Linked DNA regions of Mus musculus: all the other regions are linked to region 3. Evidence: chromatin contacts called from public Hi-C and promoter capture Hi-C data. All regions are on one chromosome and are shown on one strand. The core of a region is the stretch at or near the end of the contact, and the rest is flanking DNA. Distances in the headings are between cores, read along the strand shown. Region 1 holds the start of Anxa9 (annexin A9). Region 2 holds the start of Golph3l (golgi phosphoprotein 3-like). Region 3 holds the start of Ankrd35 (ankyrin repeat domain 35). Region 4 holds the start of Pi4kb (phosphatidylinositol 4-kinase beta). Region 5 holds the start of Tnfaip8l2 (tumor necrosis factor, alpha-induced protein 8-like 2). Region 6 holds the start of Mcl1 (myeloid cell leukemia sequence 1).

Region 1 (2,905 bases), core at 90-2,589, 1.4 Mb before region 3:
GCTGTCATGTTCTTACTTACAGAGGACCCGTTTGATTCTCAGCACCCACATAGCTGCTTACAACCTTATATAACTCCAGTTCCAGGGAATCTGATATCCTCCACTGACCTTGTTGGCCACCAGACATTCGTGGAACACATGCATACATTCAGGCAAAACACTCACACACATAAATTTAAAAAGAAAAAACAAAACTATTTTATGAAGGTTTAAAAAAAAACATAGTCTCCCAAATGCTGGGACTGTGCTTGGGCATGAGATGTGAAATTGCACCAGGCAGGGTTTTGGTTTTGTTTTGTTTTGTATTTTTTTTGGTTTTTCGAGACAGGGTTTCTCTGTGTAGCCCTGGCTGTCCTGGAACTCACTCTGTAGACCAGGCTGGCCTTGAACTCAGAAATCCGCCTGCCTTTTCCTCCCAAGTGCTGGGATTAAAGGAGTGCGCCACCACTTCCCAGGGGATAGTTTTTAAAGCATTTTTTACATGGAAGAAGCTAAGCTTAACTCTCCCGGTTAAGGGTCACTTGACAACTTAGTCAAGTTCTGTCCATAATGGGAGTATGGGAGATGGGAGTTAAGGCTGCTGGGCGCTTTCTCTCTCTCTCTCCCCCCCATCCGTCCCCTTATTTATTAATTTATATGAGTACAATGTGGCTGTCTTCAGACGCACCAGAAGAGTGCATGGGATCCCAGATAGTTGTGAGTGACCATGTGGTTGCTAGGAATTTAACTCAGTATCTCTAGAACAGCAGTCGGTGTTCTTAACCGCTGAGCCATGTCTCCAACCTGCTGCTCTCTTCTTGAGGCATAGATTTTATGGGACTATTTAAGGGAAAACAGGTTCTAATACGAAACTGATCACGGCTAACCATAGTGTAGCCTGGAGTACATTTTACAAAAGGTTTGAGTAGCTCTGTTAGGACTCTAAACAGCAGGGCTGGGGGAGGGGGCATTGTGGATCTCACCGTAGGGAGCATCGGGATCTGTGCAGGGTTTTCTCCGCGTGCACCCTTCCTCTGATGCCCAGTGAAGCCGGACGATGGGATTGTAGCATTCAACCCGGGGGTAAATCATGGGCTGAGGTCGCCGACCACACCAGGGCCGCGGGGTTGGGCAGAGGCAGCCAGCTCTGAACTGCTCTGGGCTCAAGCACCAGGGGGTCCCTGACCAATGTCCGGGTGGGCCGCAACCGCGCCACTCAGAGACCCAGGCGCCCTGCGGGGCACGTGCCACCCGCCCCGTCGGGGCTCCTCCGCTCCATAGGCGCAGCGCAGGGTTCCGGGCACCGGGCCCCGCCCGGCCGCGGCCCACACCCAACTCAGCTCCGCTACTGGGCTCGGCCTGGGCTCGCCGGGGCTCGGCGGGCAAAGGAGGAAGGAGGGAGGGAGCCGCGGGCAGCGGAAGGGGGAGGAGAGGACCCGGCCCAGTCAGTGCGCACCGGCCGGGCGCTAGAAGTGGGAAACGGAGTAGCGGCGCCCGGGCCGGAGCAGCTCTGCACCGGACGCCGAGTAAGTCTGTGCGCGGGTCCGCGAGGGTGGCGGGGCAGTGACGGGCGCGGGGGCTCAGGGTGCAGCTCGGAGGGAGCGGGGCCTCCACCGGCTCATGGCGGCCGGCCTGCCGGAGGGCGGGCCGAGCGCTGCTGGAGCGGGCGATCCGGGCCCGGCTGGGGCCTCGGACCAGAGAAGGCCTGCGGGGCAACAGGTAGGGGGACTGGGGCCGGGCGCTCGCTCAGGATCCATGGTACAGACGCCCCTTTGTTAGGAGTGGAGCAGTAGCGGACCTTCGGTGCTAGAAGCCCCTGCGGGCCCGCGTGCGTCCTGGGGCCTGAGTGTGGAGGCCGAGGAGGAACGGTGGCGGCCCCTGCTGTTGCTGCTGTTGCTGCTACTGCTACCGCCGCCGCTGCCGCCTCTGTTTCTGACCCCCTTGTGCCCATCCCAAGAGGGAGGTCAGAGTGTCCATGTGCCTAACGGGAAACAGGAAGGAGTACACTCTTTAGTGTCTGTCCCGGCCCCAAAGGGCTCACATTCCTATACCGTTATGGGGCGTGTTTGGCCAGCTCTGGGTTGTAACTTGCTAATTACAGGCCCAGAGGCCCTCAAGTTAGTTGGCTACCTGCAGGTGGGTGGCATTTCTTTTTAGCCTGAGCTTGGGAATTCCTGTGCCTAAGCTGCACTCCTGGCATCCAAACCAGATCTCACTTATCCGAGTTTCCAGCCTCAGCTGTCAGGGTGTTCTAAGCGCTGTGAGGTCTGGAGTGAGCCGGTCTTCCCCAGAACTGAGTTAGGGAAGGCCTCCCCCAGAAATTACTTCTGTTTGTGTGAGAGCTGGGGTAGGGGGTCACTTCCCATCCCAGAGCTAAGGTGACTGTCTTGCATTTGTGATGGGGCCCCTAAGGTCAAATATTCCGTTCCTTAGGTCTTGTTTCTGGCCACATAGTGCCTAATTTCTAAGGGGTGTGGTGTGGTGTGCTGTGTGTGTGAACTAGTTCTGGTGCCTCTATTCTCACTGGAGCCTCTGACTAGGTTTCTCTCTGTCGCTGGCCACAGGGAGACTGACATTGTACAGTTCCTTTCAACACTACCCCATTTGCCGCTGCTACTTCAACCTACTGGCCTCTCCCTGTCTCTGGAAGGCATATTCTTATATAGTGTTTGGGGTTGGAGCAGGGAAGTTTGTGAAACATCCCAGAGAAGCCTGAGGCCACGGTTGTCACAGCCTCACCCCTTAGCTTTACCAGAATCTGCCCTGTATTTTTGGGCTCATACTTTAGCCCGAAGCAGTTGACTTCTATTGCTCTTCAATATCTAGAAAGAAGTTCTTTTTTTTTTTTTTTTTTAAATGGTTGTTGATTTTGTTTTTTTTTTTTTTTAGATTTATTTATTTCATTATATGTAAATACCATAGCTGT
Region 2 (2,706 bases), core at 3-2,502, 1.1 Mb before region 3:
TACAACCTGCCTTCTATTTTAAAGAAAGCTTTTTTTTTAAATGTGTTAAGTTTTAAGGCCCTCTAAAACCATTTTTGAAGTGTTTATTCTGACTTTAAAATTCTGTAAGGATACACTTTTTACTTATGTTAAAACTGTACCATTTACTTGGTGCTATTAAAACAATGTTTGCTATTTTGATATAGTGTGTTATTAACAACTTTTTTTTTTTAATATTTATTTATTTATTATATGTAAGTACACTGTAGCTGTCTTCAGACACACCAGAAGAGGGCATCAGATTTCATTACAGATGGTTATGAGCCACCATGTGGTTGCTGGGATTTGAACTCATGACCTTTGGAAGAGCAGTCGGCACTCTTAACCGCTGAGCCATCTCACCAGCCCTATTAACAACTTTTAAATATGTATTTAGAGCAAAAATGATAAAAGCAATGGCCAATAAAAAAAAGACCGGCATCTTAATACCATGACTAAGATGCTCAGTGTGCAGGGTCTTTCAGGGCTTCTAGTTATTTAATTAACAGAAAGTGTTCAGCTATTAATTTTGAGAGAATTTAAGTAAGTATATCTTTCGCGAGGTGGACACATTTTAGAACTTTTGAGTGGTAGTGTGAACAATTGTTTTGCTGAGAGACCTGGAACCTAGCCCCACCCAAGCTATTTGCTTCCTTTGCTTCAGAAAAGGAAGACCTAAAAACTTGATCTGTTTCCGTCTTGTAATTTTAGCAGCCATATTCCAAACTGTACAGTAGCTACAGGATTATCAAAGTGGGATAACATCCCTCTAGAGCTGTTATGTGTGTAATAGTACCCATGCTGTTCAGTATAAACAGCACAAACCGAGTCAGATTACGTTTTTCTAGAGGCAAAGTTAAGCTCAGAGTTTACTCTTAGCCTTATTGCTTGGATGCCAACATTTCTTAACCAGCAGTGCCAATACAGACAGCTACAGAAAAACACCTGCTACACTGAAATTGGCCAACAGAATCCTTTCGTGATTGGCAGCACTGTGCTATCTCACAGAATACTTTGATTGGGTAATTTCATCGGGGTGGGATGCAGCCTTTTCCTCGCAGCCACCGAGGTTCCTTCATTGGACAGACCAGCTGTCAGGTTGAACCCAAACCTGCCTCCTTTTGGTGATGTTTGTCTGGATCGCAACACAATAGCCCGGAGGACCTCCCCTCGTAAGCTCCGATTGGCTAGAGTCAAACTTGGGGGTTTCTGATTGGCCCAATGAAGAAACACCAAGGTAGGTTGCCTAGTGATCCTGAGGAAGCTGATGTGTTATTCCCTCTCTGCAACGAAGGATCAGGAAGTTTGTACTCTCTGTGTGGCTGAGAAGTTTTTCACCTACTGGAACCCGCCTAGGGTACGGGAAACAGGTGCCCTCCAAAACGAGAGCGCGAACTGCAGCCTACGTCCCACTGCAGCTCAGGAGCAACGTCAGGTGAGCAAATATAACACTTCTTAACATCCAACAGAGCTGGTCAGTATTTTACTTTAGAGAGAAAGGGTGGTTTTTACTTATTTGTTGTTGCTCATCATGTTTTCAAGTAGGGTATTTTAACTAATAAGTGGCCACAGGGAAATGATGAATTCCTCAAAGAAAATTGCCCCCATTCTCCCCGGGGTGTTAAAGTTTCTTGGATTGGGTTTGGAAATAATGCCAAATGGAATTGGCACCCTAAGGCATTGTTCTGTGTTCTGTTCCTTCACTCTTCTTACTTCCCCTGAAAATTATATTTGAAATATACGCTTGTATGAAGAATTGTTTGTAAGACTCTTGGTGTGTATTTCTGGTGCTGTTTAATGAGTATATATTTATTTGAGCAGTTAAAACGTTAAAGATATTGTGCTAGTTGCTATGGAGAATATAAAAATTAAAAGATGACAATATTTCAGCCCTGGAGAAGTTTAATGTAACAGACAGCCATAACAAAAGAGGGACTATAATAAACATTTTAAAGGGCTTAAGTATAAATTTCTGTTTACATACAACTGAAGAAAAATCCATTTCTAAGTGTTTAATATATGCATAGTGGAGAGATAGAATTCACCTTAAGGCCTCACTTGTCTTTAGTAGGCCTTCAAAGACTGGACAGACAGTATTTAGGGAGGAAAGGAAAAGGAAGAAAACTCCAAGATCACAAGGATCAGAGGCAGAAAGAAAGCAAGATAAAATTGTTGAACTAGGCACAACCATAGCACATTTTAAATATTATTCTTTTGACCTCAAAGATATATAATTGCTGATAGTTTTTGACTTGCTTTTAATCATAAAAATTGACATTTATACCAGGCAGTGGTGACACACCTCTAATTCCAGCACTTGGGGAGCAGAGGCAGGTGGATCTCTAAGTTCAAGGCCAGCCTGGTCTACATAATGAATTCCAAGATAGCTAGGACATTTACACAGAGCAACCCTGTTTTGTTTCGTTCTAAACAAACGAAAAATAAAATACATTTACATTTGTATGAACTGTGCTAACTTTAAGCTTTATCACAGATGACTTAGACAAGTGTAATGCTTAGTATAAAAGGGTGTGTGCTCAGATTTTTTTTCCCCCATTTATGGGAATGGTACTTAGGACCTTATATATGCTAAATAACACTATGCTGTAACTGTAACACTGAGCCATATTCTAGCCCCTTTTTCTTTTTCTTTTTTGAATGAATTCTTTCTTTAAAAAGACTTATTTT
Region 3 (2,700 bases), core at 62-2,561:
TTAAAAAAAAAAAAGTTGCAAAGGGCATTATGAATGAATGGTCTGCTACAACAGTTTAAACTTGGAAGTTTGCCAGAAAATACTGAGAGTGAAGGCAGGCTTCTGGTTTTGGTTTTTGAGACAGGATCTCTCTGTTATGTACCTCTGGCTGTCCTGGAACTTGCTATGTAGACCCACCACACAAGACTGGCCTCAATTTACAGAAATCTACCTGCCTCTGATTCCGGAGTGCTGAGATTAAAGGCGGATGCGTCACCACACCTTCTTCAGGCTTCTGTTTCAGAAGAACCTTGAAAACCATGTTAAGAACTTTGGGCCTAAGCCGGGCGGTGGTGGCACATGCCTGTAATAATAGCACTTGGGAGGCAGAGGCAGGCAGGTTTCTGAGTTCGAGGCCAGCCTGGTCTACAAAGTGAGTTCCAGGACAGCCACGGCTACACAGAGAAACCCTGTCTCGACCAAACAAAAAAAAAAAAAAAAGAAAGAAAGAAAAAAGAAAAGAACTTTGGGCCTATAGCATCTTGGGGGGGCGGGGGTGGGGGTGGGGTCTGCTGCTAAGCCTCACTACTTTAGTTCAAGCACCGGATTCACAAGGTGAATGGAGAAAGCCAACGCCGGTTGTCTTCTGACCTCCACAAGGGTGCCCACCCTTAGCGCATACTCATGCCTCAGTAAATGAATTAATGTAAAACACTTCTAAAAAGAATTTTGGGCTTTATTCCATAGGGTTCCATGAGTATTTGGGTGGGCTTGCTTGGTTTACAGGGAGGAGAAAGGAGAGATGGGAAGGCCAGACCAGTTGGCTGCAACTAATACTTGTCAAACAAGAATTACTAAGAAGTGAGTCTAAAGGATAAGGAAGGTCGGACTTTTTGTTTGTTTGTTTGTTTCTTGGAGTGGGGAAGCAGACAGTAAAAACTCTCCCCTTGCTGCTTTCTAAGATCTGCGTTAGTGATCGGCTTGATCCTTTGAGTTTTGTCCAACCTCTGGTTGCAGTGGGTCACAAATCACCCATTGGTGATCAAGTCTGCTTAGTGCATCACGTTTCCAAACTCTATAGAAGATCTTGGGGCGTTGGGAGGGAGGGGATGAAGCACACACAGGTCATGGCTATGACTAAGAGTCATTAACTGGTAAAAGAGGTTGGTGACATCGAAGCTTGTGGAGGTCCTTGAGAGGGGGCGGGGGCGGAACTGGGGGTGGAGCTCCAAGCAGAAAGACGGGGGACTTAGGGCCTGGAAGTCGCTGGTGCGGAGGCTGCGAGCATCCCTCTTGGATTCGGTAGGTAACTACAGGGGGCGGGCTTCGGCTGAAGGGCGGAACTTGAGAGCCAGCCAGGGTGGCCGCAAAAGACTGCGGGCTTTTTGCCTCTGCAGGGACGGGGTTAGGCAGGGCCAGAGGCGGGGTTTTAAGCCCAGCCTTCAGTTGAACGTCTACGATTGAGCGGGGTGGGATCTGGGGCGGGGCTTGGGGCGGGACCCAGTCTGCTTTTTGACAGCTGTCTTTCGGCACAGCCGTAGCCGAGTTGGGTTAGGAACTTGTGGCCCGGCTCTCTGCGCGTCCCCGTCCCCCCGTGGCCCTAGCCCCGGCCATGAAGCGCATCTTCTCCTGCTCCAGTTCACAAGTGGCGGTAGGTGCCAAATGTGTGGGAGAAGGGCTGTGGCTGGGATTCAAGCCCTGTGTTGACAGAAGTCCTGAGTCCCATCTCCATGGATGATCGCATTAACCCTGCCTGCATCAGTCTTTCCTGCGATGTTAGCAGTTCTGATAATGCGGTCGCCAGCCCTGGTAACTGAACTTATGGGTGTTATTAAAACCCTGTCCCTTAATCTTTTCCTTCCCAAGGTGCTTCCCCTTGGCTCCTTTTCCCAACATATTTGGCTTCCAGCTTCTGGTATGCTTTCTAAAGTTCTGTTCTCTTCCAATGACCCTGGTCTCTACTTCAGCTGCGGCTCCCAGTACCAACCCACCTCCAGACATCTGCCCGCCCCCACCCCAGCCTTTAAATCCGTTCCTACTTCTATCCCTAATTCCTGCCCTATAGCTTCACTTCCATCCTTGCCTTCTCACAACGTTCTCTCTCACATAGCTCCATTTTTACTCTTTGCTTTCTGCCCCTAACAGTATTTTCTGCCCCCAAAGTATTCTCACCCCAGTGCCTTCTTCCAACCCTTCTTCACAGCCTCCTTTACCAAACTTGCCTCTTCCACTCCATGACACTGCCTCTTCCACTCTCTCAAGCACCAATCCAAATCTCTTTCCAAGCGTCTGTCCAACATGGGGCCTCTGTTTTCTTAATTTCCAGTGACCTTTTCCTCAATATTACTTCCTCTACCTTTTGCCTGGACCTCCTGCCTGCTTACAGTGGCTTAACCTTGCAACCTAGCTAGCCAGACAAACGCTGTCAGAGGACAGACAAGTCTCCTGGCTGATCCCCAAGAGCCTGGGTGAGTTGCCTGCAGAATTTACCCTGGCCAGTTCTCTGTACTGTCTAGTCTTCAGACTGGTTCTTGGGACCAATCAAGTTCTGTCTGGTTCTCCCCCCATCCCACCCCACCCCCAATTATTCCTTTGTCTTGTTTAGCATTTGTGTTCATTTTCTTTGATTGAGTTAGGGGAATGAGATGGTGAAGGAGAAGACAGAGTGGATCACAATGAGAGAGTTCCTGACAAGGGTTACTCTCTTCTCCGTTCTCTCCC
Region 4 (2,700 bases), core at 194-2,693, 1.7 Mb before region 3:
TGGACCCCCTGGGAGTGAACCGGGGTCCTCTGCAAGAGCAACAGTACTAAACCACTGAGCCAAATTCTCAGCCCTTTGTCTTCAGCTTTAGCTTTTTATCTGCCTCCCAGTTAAATACGGAAGCAGGGGCATGGTTCACTCACCATTTGTCTGTTTCAATAACAGACATGTAGTACTATAACCCATACTTTCTTGATCCCCTCCCCCAAACCTTAGAAAATGTTATTACATCAGATACTACTGTTGTTAATGTAGTGCTATAATAATATTGTCAATATTATTATACAGAAGTTGAGGGTTAGTCCAGCTTGGGGGCATGTGGATATATTCCCACATGTTCCACAGGCCAGTGGCTTGAGCCAAGGAATATCACAAGCAGCCTGGGAAAAATAGACTGTCTCTAAAAAGGGAAAGAGGATAGGAAGGAAGCTAGAGAAGAAAGGGAAAGAAAAAAAAAGGAAACAAAGATCTCAAATCAGCTTATAAGTGCAATGAAGATGTCACCCAAGAGCTAGGCTCAACCCGTAGAATATTAAGAACCTACCCGCCTGCAGTGGTGGCACACGTCTTTAGGCGTAGCACTTGGGAAGCAGAGGTCGACAGATTTCTAAGTTCAAGGCCAGCCTGGTCTACACAGTGAGTTCCAGGACAGCCAGGGCTACACAGAGAAACCCTGTCAAACAAACCTACCCTTACAAGGGGCCTAAGATACTAAGAAAAGTCCCAGGAAAAGCGTTGGGACAGTGATTGTGGGGGGGGGGGGAGGGGTCTATGAGGCCTGTCTCACATGATTTTGTAGCCTTCGGAAAAGGAATAAGCCAAACTTTTGTCATTTCACTCACTTTTCCTAAGCTGGCTTGTCCAGCCTCTGTTAAGGCTTTGGCAGCTGGGGTGACCTTGGAAGCAGCACCTTGTCCCAGAGTGATGGTGCGAAACAGTGAAAGATTGAGGCGGTTGGACTGGGCCATTCCTGAAGCTATAGGGGCAAACTCATGGCATCATCCTTAAAGATGAGTAGGAAGAGGGAAATGAAGGTGATTGTACTCCTTTTTTCGTCCCTTCTCTTTCTTGTCTGTTTTCTGGCCCTCCTGCATGGGTCCTACCGGCTGACTTACGAAAGAAATCCCGTAGGATAGGAGAGGGAGAAAAAAGCCACTGGTGGCAGTTACGGTAACTCAGTGGTTTACGCAAATGAATAGTTTATATATAATTTGCATGTTCATACACTTTTGGAAGTACATAAAATATCGGTACCTCCACGTCCCTCCACTGATCTTACCCACGCTACTTCCCTCTCGGCTTCCTTAGTAAAGCCTGTCTCTTAGGCCCGCCCTCAAACACAGGGCCCGCCTTCCCCCGTAAGCCCCTCCTCCCTGCCCCCCCTCCCTAGCTTCCAAAAGCTCTTCCCCGCCCCCTTTTCCTTTCTGAACAGGCGTGAGTCGGGCAGCTCACTCGACTCAGATTACGATGGCATCAGTAGTGTCCTGACACCGGGAAGCAGGAAAGCAATCTCCCGGAAGAAAGGCTCGGGCCCAGGGGACTCTTACATCGGAACCCGCCAAGGAATTGTTATTTTGTGTCCTGCTAGTGGGGTCCGGTCCAACTTGAAGTTGCGTGAAGGCCCCTTCAGGCGGCGCCGCGGGCAGCCCCGCAGCCGGGGCCTGGAGCAGCCGCCGCGGCCGCTGTCAGGGAAGCGCAGGCGGCCAATGGAACCCGGGAGCGGCCGCTGCTGCTGAGGCGGCGGTGTCGGCAGTCCGACCCCGACCGCCTGCACCCCCTCCGCGAGGGTTCCCCGGAGGTAAGCGGCTCCTCCCCCGTGAGTCGCCTTTGCCTGTGTGTGTGTGTGGGGGGGTCCTTCTGCCACCCTGTCCCGCCCAGCCTACCGCGACCTGGGTTCGACTACAAAACTGCCCCCCTGGTGGCAGCTGCACCCCGAGGTCCTTCACCCTTTCCTCTCGGGCCCGGGGTAGTCTTCTCTGCTTTCTGGCTTCCTCTTCAGTTTAGCCCCTCCCTCTGCCCCGTGGATTCCACCTCCCCACCAGCAGGACACACACTTCGTACCTCTGTTGCCTCTGTTCCGTAACTATCTTCCTAAGTCGTGAACCTTTTCCACATTTGACCCCTTCTACAATATCATCCATGTTTGCCTTCCTCGCCGTTTGTGTTTCTGCTCACAAGCCTCTTCCATGGACTCCGCCTTTATCCCTTTTCCTATTTTGCCCCACTCTTCCGAGTCTGTGCAATCTCAGCACAGAGTTCTCATTTCCCTCAGCTACAGATTGTATCCCTCTCTTCTGCTTCCAATTCCATGACCTCACCATGACCCACTCCCCCAGCTCCTGACTTCCAAGAATTGCCTATTCCCTTCTCCTTAAAGGATCTCAGACTACTGTCATCATACCCAGATACCATCCACTTTGACCTTAGTCCTCAACCCCTCTCTAGGGTGCCTGATGATACCTGAAGCTGTCTTTGGCTTCTCTTTCCCCTTTCTCAATCTCCAGCCCTCTGGAGGGCTTCCCGTAGGAGAAAGCTCTGCCGTGAACACCCCTACAGATAGTGATTTCCAACTTTTGACATTCTCTCCAGGGATTTCCAACTTTTGACATTCTCTCCAGGATTCGGCTGATGTTTGTCTCCCTCGGCTCTGTTTTCCCTGTGGTCTTTAAGTGTTCTCTATCATGCCTTTTATCTCCACAT
Region 5 (3,016 bases), core at 438-2,937, 1.5 Mb before region 3:
CCCCTGGGCCCCTCCATCCTGTAGGCTTTGCTTCTGCTTTTTCCCTTCCGTGCTGTAAACAAGACATTTGTGTCTCCAAAACAGCCGCGAGGAGCAGGGAGAGCCTGGCTGGAGGAGTGTGGGCATGGCTGGAGTCAGGGCAGTGGGCTATGCGGCGGCCGACCGACAGGGAATTTGCACAGCGCCCCTCTGTTTCCAGGCTTGAGATCCAAAGCTCATGTCAGTGGGGGTACCATAAAGTCTTAAAAGAAGTGAGAGATATAGGGTCTCCAGAATCTTAAATAGAACACTTGGCTTTTTTTTTTTTAAAGAACCTACTGTGTGCCAAGTGTTTGATATTAACTGTCTTGGTTTACCAACTTCATATGGGTGACAAGCCCTGTTTTACAGAGAGAAATCTCAGACTGAAGGACTCTTTTTTGTTGTTTTTGTTTTTTCAAGACAAAAGTTTCTCTGTATAACCCTGGCTGTCCTAGAACTCGCTCTGTAGACCAGGGTGGCCTTGAACTGAGATCTGCCTGCCTCTGCCTCCTAAGTGATGGGATTAAAGGCATGTGCCACCACCTCTGGGCAAAGCTAAGAGATCTTAAGCAACTTGGCCTAGTAAGTATGAAAACAGGCTTCAAGGAGTGGGACAACACTCTCAGACAACAGATGCTCACAGTCACCTATAACTTTAGCTCCAGGGAGACCCAACACCTCTGGCCTCTACTCACACATATACATAATAAATAACAGACACAAATTATGAGAAAAAATAGGCTACAAGTCAAATAACCCCTCCACATTCGCCCTCCAACAAGGAGGGCGCTCTTTTGAAGGGTGGCTGCGGCAGCAGGTAGTGGTCTCAGGCTGGCTAGGCTGAGCAGAGCGAGGCCTTCTTGGTGGTATATCCTGTGCCTACGGACAGGGTCTTCTCACCATGGGCCTTGACTGTGCTTCTTCTGGTTGTTTTGCTTCTTACTTCCCCCTCCCCGGCTCTGCAGGATGTGGCTGTGACCGCAATGAAGGAGCAACCTCACCCTCTCCCTCAAATGAAAATAGGAGTCCTCTCAGAGGGAGGACAGCCAGGGGGCTCTCTCCGGCAGCCGAATCACTCCAATGGGAACCTGCCATCTTGATTTGTTTCTGCCTTGCCCTGTGGATCTTTCACACTGGAGATGATTTTTCTATAGGGGCCCGCTTTCCTTCCCTACCTGCCCTCCTCTTACCCAGCTCTCTATTGCTCCCTTTGCCATCTCCAACTAGGTCCCCAGTCCTCCCAGGGTAGCTATGTCACTCGCTCTTTTTGTCCCAGCCTCTACGTGACCCTCATGAATCTCTAGCCTAGCAAAGGTTTCTTTCACTTTGCGTCACTGTACTTCCATGTCCGAAGATACTGTAGATCTCTAAATCTCTAGTCGTTACCCCATGTGCATCTCTGTCCCTCAGCTCTAGACTCAGCCACCATCCCAAGCCAGGTCTCACTCTCAGACAGCCTTGCCCCATCCACTAAATACACTAAAATGGTTCTGGGGAGAGAGGGGGAGACCCAAGAATTCTACAAGCGAGAGTTTCACAAGACAGAAAGAAAGGTGAAGGTGAAAGGGTCAGGATATCCTGTCAGTGTCACCCCGAAACCCACCCTCTGTCATTGCCAGACTCTCACCTGCCGTGTGCTGGGTGCCAGTCTGGCCTTGGATGTTTCTGAGAGCTCACAGAATGGAGAAGCTCCTAAGAGGCCCTTTGGTCTAGCCCCACCCCAGGCCCCGCCTATCTACTCTCCACCTCCGGTTCATCATCACTGTCACCAAGAAGTCCAGTGTCCCAAGAGCCACCTAGAAATAAGACAAAGGTCAAAAGGAATGGAATTCTGTAGGAAGCACCAACTCTGAAGTGGCAAGGACGGATTTACACACCTCCACCTAATAAAAGGTCTGCTTCTTTCTTGCTGCCTAATATTTTTGTGGTACTGAAAACCGTGCAGAGTCCAGATTTTAATGTGAGAGACAGTGAGGGAAGTACTGAAAGATCATCGAGTGGTGTAGTAGAACAGCATTATACAAGCATCTTCAGGCCCTAGAAGGTAAGATTGGCACAGACTGCCCCAGCCAGAGCAGGCAGGAGGTAGGTGCCAAGGTTAGGGCTGCTGAGCCATGCGTGACCAGCAGGTGTCAGCATCGAGCCAAAACGCTGGAGTACAGAGCTTAATAGCTTTAAAGGGCCTGATAAATGAGGGTAGACTCCAATGAGGCAAAACTACACCTTTAATCCCAGCATTCTGGAGGCAGAGACAATCCAATCTTTGAGTTCAAGGCCAGCCTGGTCTACAGAGTGAGCTCCAGGCCAGCCAGGGCTGCATAGTAAAATTCTTGTCTTGGAAAAACCACCCACAACTCCAGCTCCAGGAATTCCAGTGTTCTCTTCTGGCCTCCAGAGTCACCTGAATAAATCAGTACATGAACATACACTTGGGCACACACAGACACACAAATCTTTAAAGGAGTGAATTATATAGCTTTCTTCAGCACAGATTGAGAACCCAAAAAAAGGCCTTAGGATTCAGGGATTTAAAAACTGATTTGGGGGCTTCCAGAGACTGGAGTCAGCGACTCCATGGCTCAGTGACTCACTGATCTTCCAGATGTTCTGACTTTTATTCCCAGCACCTATATCTGGTGGTTCATAACCACTAGTTAGTTCCAGTGGATCTAATACCTTCTGGTCTCCTTGGATACCTACACACATGTAGAATACACATACATACAAACAATAAAAGTCTTTAAAAACATATTTAGTGTGTGCATGTGTGTAGACCAGAGAACAATTTATTTATTTATTTATTTCTCTCTCTCTTTCTTTCTTTCTTTCTTTCGGTTTTTTGAGACAGGGTTTCTCTGTATAGCCCTGACTGTCCTACTGTCCTGGAACTCACTCTGTAGACTAGGCTGGCCTCAAACTCAGAAATCTGCCTGCCTCTGCCTCCCAAGGGCTGGGATTAAAGGTGTGTGCCACCACGCCGGGCTTCAGAGAACAA
Region 6 (2,798 bases), core at 162-2,661, 1.0 Mb before region 3:
GCTTCCACATTACTGTTCATCACTGAAGGACATCAGGACAGGAACTCAAACGGGGCAGGAACCTAGAGGCAGAGGCCATGGGCAGGAGCTGCTAACTGGCTTGTTTCCCATGGCTTGCTCAGCCTGTTTTCTTACAGAACCCAGGACCGCCAGTCCATGGAATTCCAGCTTGTGTCAAGTTGATATTAAGTCTAACCAGTCCACCAAAGATCTTCACCGTTTTATATGGTGCTGGGGATCAACCCAGGACTTCTACAAGGGTAGGCAAATTCTCTACCAACTGAGTTACTCCCGTAACCATCCTTTGTTCATTTTAGACAGCAGGCTCATCATGTAGCCAAAAATGAGTTTTAAATTGAGTCTCTTGCCTCTGCCTCCCCAGGCCTGGGCAAGCTCTTCTGCCAATTGAGCTATAGGCCTAGCCACCATAAATGGCTCATATTTTAGACTTTTACTGTTTGGGGATAGGGTAGGGAGCTAGGCTCTTCTGGCAGCCAGAGGTCAACTCTGGAAAGTGGTCTCACTCCTTCATTGTTAGGTGGGTTCTGTGTATTGAACTCAGGTCTTTAGGGCTGGGTTTCAGGAGCCTTTCACCAGTTGAATCTTTCACAGGCTCCACATAAATAACCCCTTAATAGCTGTCCATGAAAAGTCATTTTGGCCAGGCAGTGTGGGGCACGCCTTTAATTCCAGCACTCGGGAGGCAGAGGCAGGAGGATTTCTGAGTTTGAGGCCAGCCTGATCTACAGAGTGAGTTCCAGTGCAGCCAGGGCTACACAGAGAAACCCTGTCTCGAAAAACAAAAAAACAAAAACAAAAAACAAAAAACAAAAAAAACCGGAACGGAAAGTCATTTTGGAACACAGGGAGTGAGGGCTCACAGTAGAAAAATGACAGAGCAGGACTCCCCCTAACTTTTAAGCAAATCAATGGTTAATATTCCTTTGTGTATGAGACTGGAGATGCCCTCCCTGGTTTGCTCTTCCAGGGTTTAACTCCCAGCACCCACCTGGAGGCAGGCACACAACCACAAATACACACAAACAAAAAAGTGTTTAAGACTGGTATGTTATAAAAACACAGCAGGTAGTGCAACGAGAAAGGCTAAGGCAGGACTGCCTAACGTTAGGACCAGCCTGGGCTATGCAGAGTTCCAGGGCAGCTTGAAATTCAAAAACCGACACAGATCAGCAGGCGTTCCCGAGCAGGAACCATTCCCCGGGAAGCCAAGCACTTGGCCAGCCGGGCTGAGAGTTGTACCGGACAAAAAAGCACAATCCGTCCGCGAGCCAAGGCCAGGTACCGCGCTCCGCCAACCGTAGCCGCGGAAGCCGCGAGAGCGCTCCGGCCGGAAGAGGCGCGGAGTGGCCGGGCCAGCCCTCCGGAAACGCCCGCCCCTTTCCCCTTTTACGGGAAGTCCTCGCCTGCGTCAGCACGGCCCTAAGGCGGCGGCAGGGAACGGCCTTCCTCACTCCTGACTTCCGCCTGCCTCCGGTCTGGAGTCGCGGCCTTCCCCGCTCCTTCCCCTCAGCCTGCGGCGTCCGACCATGTTTGGCCTGCGGAGAAACGCGGTCATCGGCTTGAACCTGTACTGCGGCGGCGCCAGCCTCGGCGCGGGCGGCGGTTCTCCGGCAGGGGCGCGCCTGGTGGCCGAGGAGGCCAAGGCGCGGCGCGAGGGGGGAGGGGAGGCCGCCCTGCTGCCCGGCGCGCGGGTGGTCGCCCGGCCGCCGCCCGTGGGCGCCGAGGACCCCGACGTCACCGCGTCGGCCGAAAGGCGGCTGCATAAGTCGCCCGGCCTCCTCGCCGTGCCGCCCGAGGAGATGGCCGCGTCGGCCGCCGCCGCCATCGTGTCTCCGGAGGAGGAACTGGACGGCTGCGAGCCGGAGGCCATCGGCAAGCGCCCGGCCGTGCTGCCCCTCCTGGAGCGCGTGAGCGAGGCGGCCAAGAGCTCCGGGGCCGACGGCTCTCTGCCCTCCACGCCGCCGCCGCCCGAGGAGGAAGAGGACGACCTATACCGCCAGTCGCTGGAGATCATCTCGCGCTACTTGCGGGAGCAGGCGACCGGCTCCAAGGACTCGAAGCCTCTGGGCGAGGCGGGCGCGGCGGGCCGGAGAGCGCTGGAGACCCTGCGGCGCGTGGGCGACGGCGTGCAGCGCAACCACGAGACGGCCTTCCAGGGTAAGCGGCGCCCGGGCCGGGCCGGGCCGTGCGGGAAGAGGGAAGAGCCGGAGCCTGGCTCTGCAACCAGAATTTTCTGGCTGTGAGTCATTGTTTCCGCCCATCTGGCTGTTGGGTTCAAAGACCGGAAAGGGTGGGATGTCACTGTCGGCGTGGGGTCTGCCTGACTGCTCTAGAGCCGGGAGAGCACGGTCCCCTCGTCGTGGGTGGGCAGAAGGGTAGTGCCCCGCTGCAGACAAAGGAGGCCATGAGGTTTCTTGCTTTTCTTCTCAGGCATGCTCCGGAAACTGGACATTAAAAACGAAGGCGATGTTAAATCTTTTTCTCGAGTAATGGTCCATGTTTTCAAAGATGGCGTAACAAACTGGGGCAGGATTGTGACTCTTATTTCTTTCGGTGCCTTTGTGGCCAAACACTTAAAGAGCGTAAACCAAGAAAGCTTCATCGAACCATTAGCAGAAACTATCACAGATGTTCTTGTAAGGACGAAACGGGACTGGCTTGTCAAACAAAGAGGCTGGGTAAGTTCGTCTTGTGATATAAAGGGACCGTGGAGTGGAAATGGGGTGCAGGATTTTGTGAAGGAGAAGGCACCTAGAGGGTTTTTACAAAGTTTCTCT

What was found. Promoter capture Hi-C pulls out the DNA fragments that hold promoters and counts their contacts. Hi-C and Micro-C count contacts between places; a contact is called where the count stands out from the background.
Region 1: a contact with region 3 is called in a promoter capture Hi-C map of liver, with 3 times the contacts expected there. The contact joins the promoter of Anxa9 here to the promoter of Ankrd35 in region 3. A contact is called at or near these places in 2 of 39 promoter capture datasets (liver and pre-B cells).
Region 2: a contact with region 3 is called in a promoter capture Hi-C map of pre-B cells, with 5 times the contacts expected there. The contact joins the promoter of Golph3l here to the promoter of Ankrd35 in region 3. A contact is called at or near these places in 2 of 39 promoter capture datasets (liver and pre-B cells).
Region 4: a contact with region 3 is called in a promoter capture Hi-C map of liver, with 2.7 times the contacts expected there. The contact joins the promoter of Pi4kb here to the promoter of Ankrd35 in region 3. A contact is called at or near these places in 3 of 39 promoter capture datasets (liver and pre-B cells).
Region 5: a Hi-C map of B cells shows a contact between it and region 3, with 5 read pairs. The contact joins the promoter of Tnfaip8l2 here to the promoter of Ankrd35 in region 3. A contact is called at or near these places in 2 of 39 promoter capture datasets (liver and pre-B cells) and 1 of 484 Hi-C or Micro-C datasets (B cells).
Region 6: a promoter capture Hi-C map of liver shows a contact between it and region 3, with 5 times the contacts expected there. The contact joins the promoter of Mcl1 here to the promoter of Ankrd35 in region 3. A contact is called at or near these places in 3 of 39 promoter capture datasets (cranial neural crest and liver) and 1 of 115 datasets of contacts at active chromatin or transcription factors (pancreatic cancer cells).

What each region holds. Positions count from the first base shown.
Region 1 is chr3:95,313,841-95,316,745 of GRCm38.p6, forward strand. Anxa9 (annexin A9) reads right to left here and starts at 1,340. Exons shown (of 14, transcript NM_001379545.1): 1 at 963-1,340. Cers2 (ceramide synthase 2) reads left to right here and starts at 1,350. Exons shown (of 11, transcript NM_029789.2): 1 at 1,350-1,505. LOC115489748 reads right to left here and starts at 1,956. Exons shown (of 2, transcript XM_030252979.1): 1 at 1,917-1,956; 2 at 904-1,724. The coding sequence starts at 1,956. The coding sequence ends at 922.
Region 2 is chr3:95,587,682-95,590,387 of GRCm38.p6, forward strand. It overlaps Golph3l (golgi phosphoprotein 3-like), which reads left to right and starts at 1,253. Exons shown (of 5, transcript NM_146133.3): 1 at 1,253-1,453. The coding sequence starts at 1,286. It overlaps Hormad1 (HORMA domain containing 1), which reads left to right. Exons shown (of 15, transcript NM_001289532.1): 15 at 1-179. Gm40097 (a long non-coding RNA gene) reads right to left here and starts at 1,136. Exons shown (of 3, transcript XR_867468.2): 1 at 964-1,136.
Region 3 is chr3:96,668,820-96,671,519 of GRCm38.p6, forward strand. It overlaps Ankrd35 (ankyrin repeat domain 35), which reads left to right and starts at 1,312. Exons shown (of 14, transcript NM_001356538.1): 1 at 1,312-1,630. The coding sequence starts at 1,592.
Region 4 is chr3:94,973,288-94,975,987 of GRCm38.p6, forward strand. Pi4kb (phosphatidylinositol 4-kinase beta) reads left to right here and starts at 1,444. Exons shown (of 11, transcript NM_175356.3): 1 at 1,444-1,798. It overlaps B230398E01Rik (a long non-coding RNA gene), which reads right to left. Exons shown (of 4, transcript XR_003954666.1): 2 at 2,062-2,700.
Region 5 is chr3:95,140,667-95,143,682 of GRCm38.p6, forward strand. Tnfaip8l2 (tumor necrosis factor, alpha-induced protein 8-like 2) reads right to left here and starts at 1,688. Exons shown (of 2, transcript NM_027206.3): 1 at 1,649-1,688.
Region 6 is chr3:95,657,310-95,660,107 of GRCm38.p6, forward strand. It overlaps Mcl1 (myeloid cell leukemia sequence 1), which reads left to right and starts at 1,412. Exons shown (of 3, transcript NM_008562.3): 1 at 1,412-2,178; 2 at 2,452-2,699. The coding sequence starts at 1,548.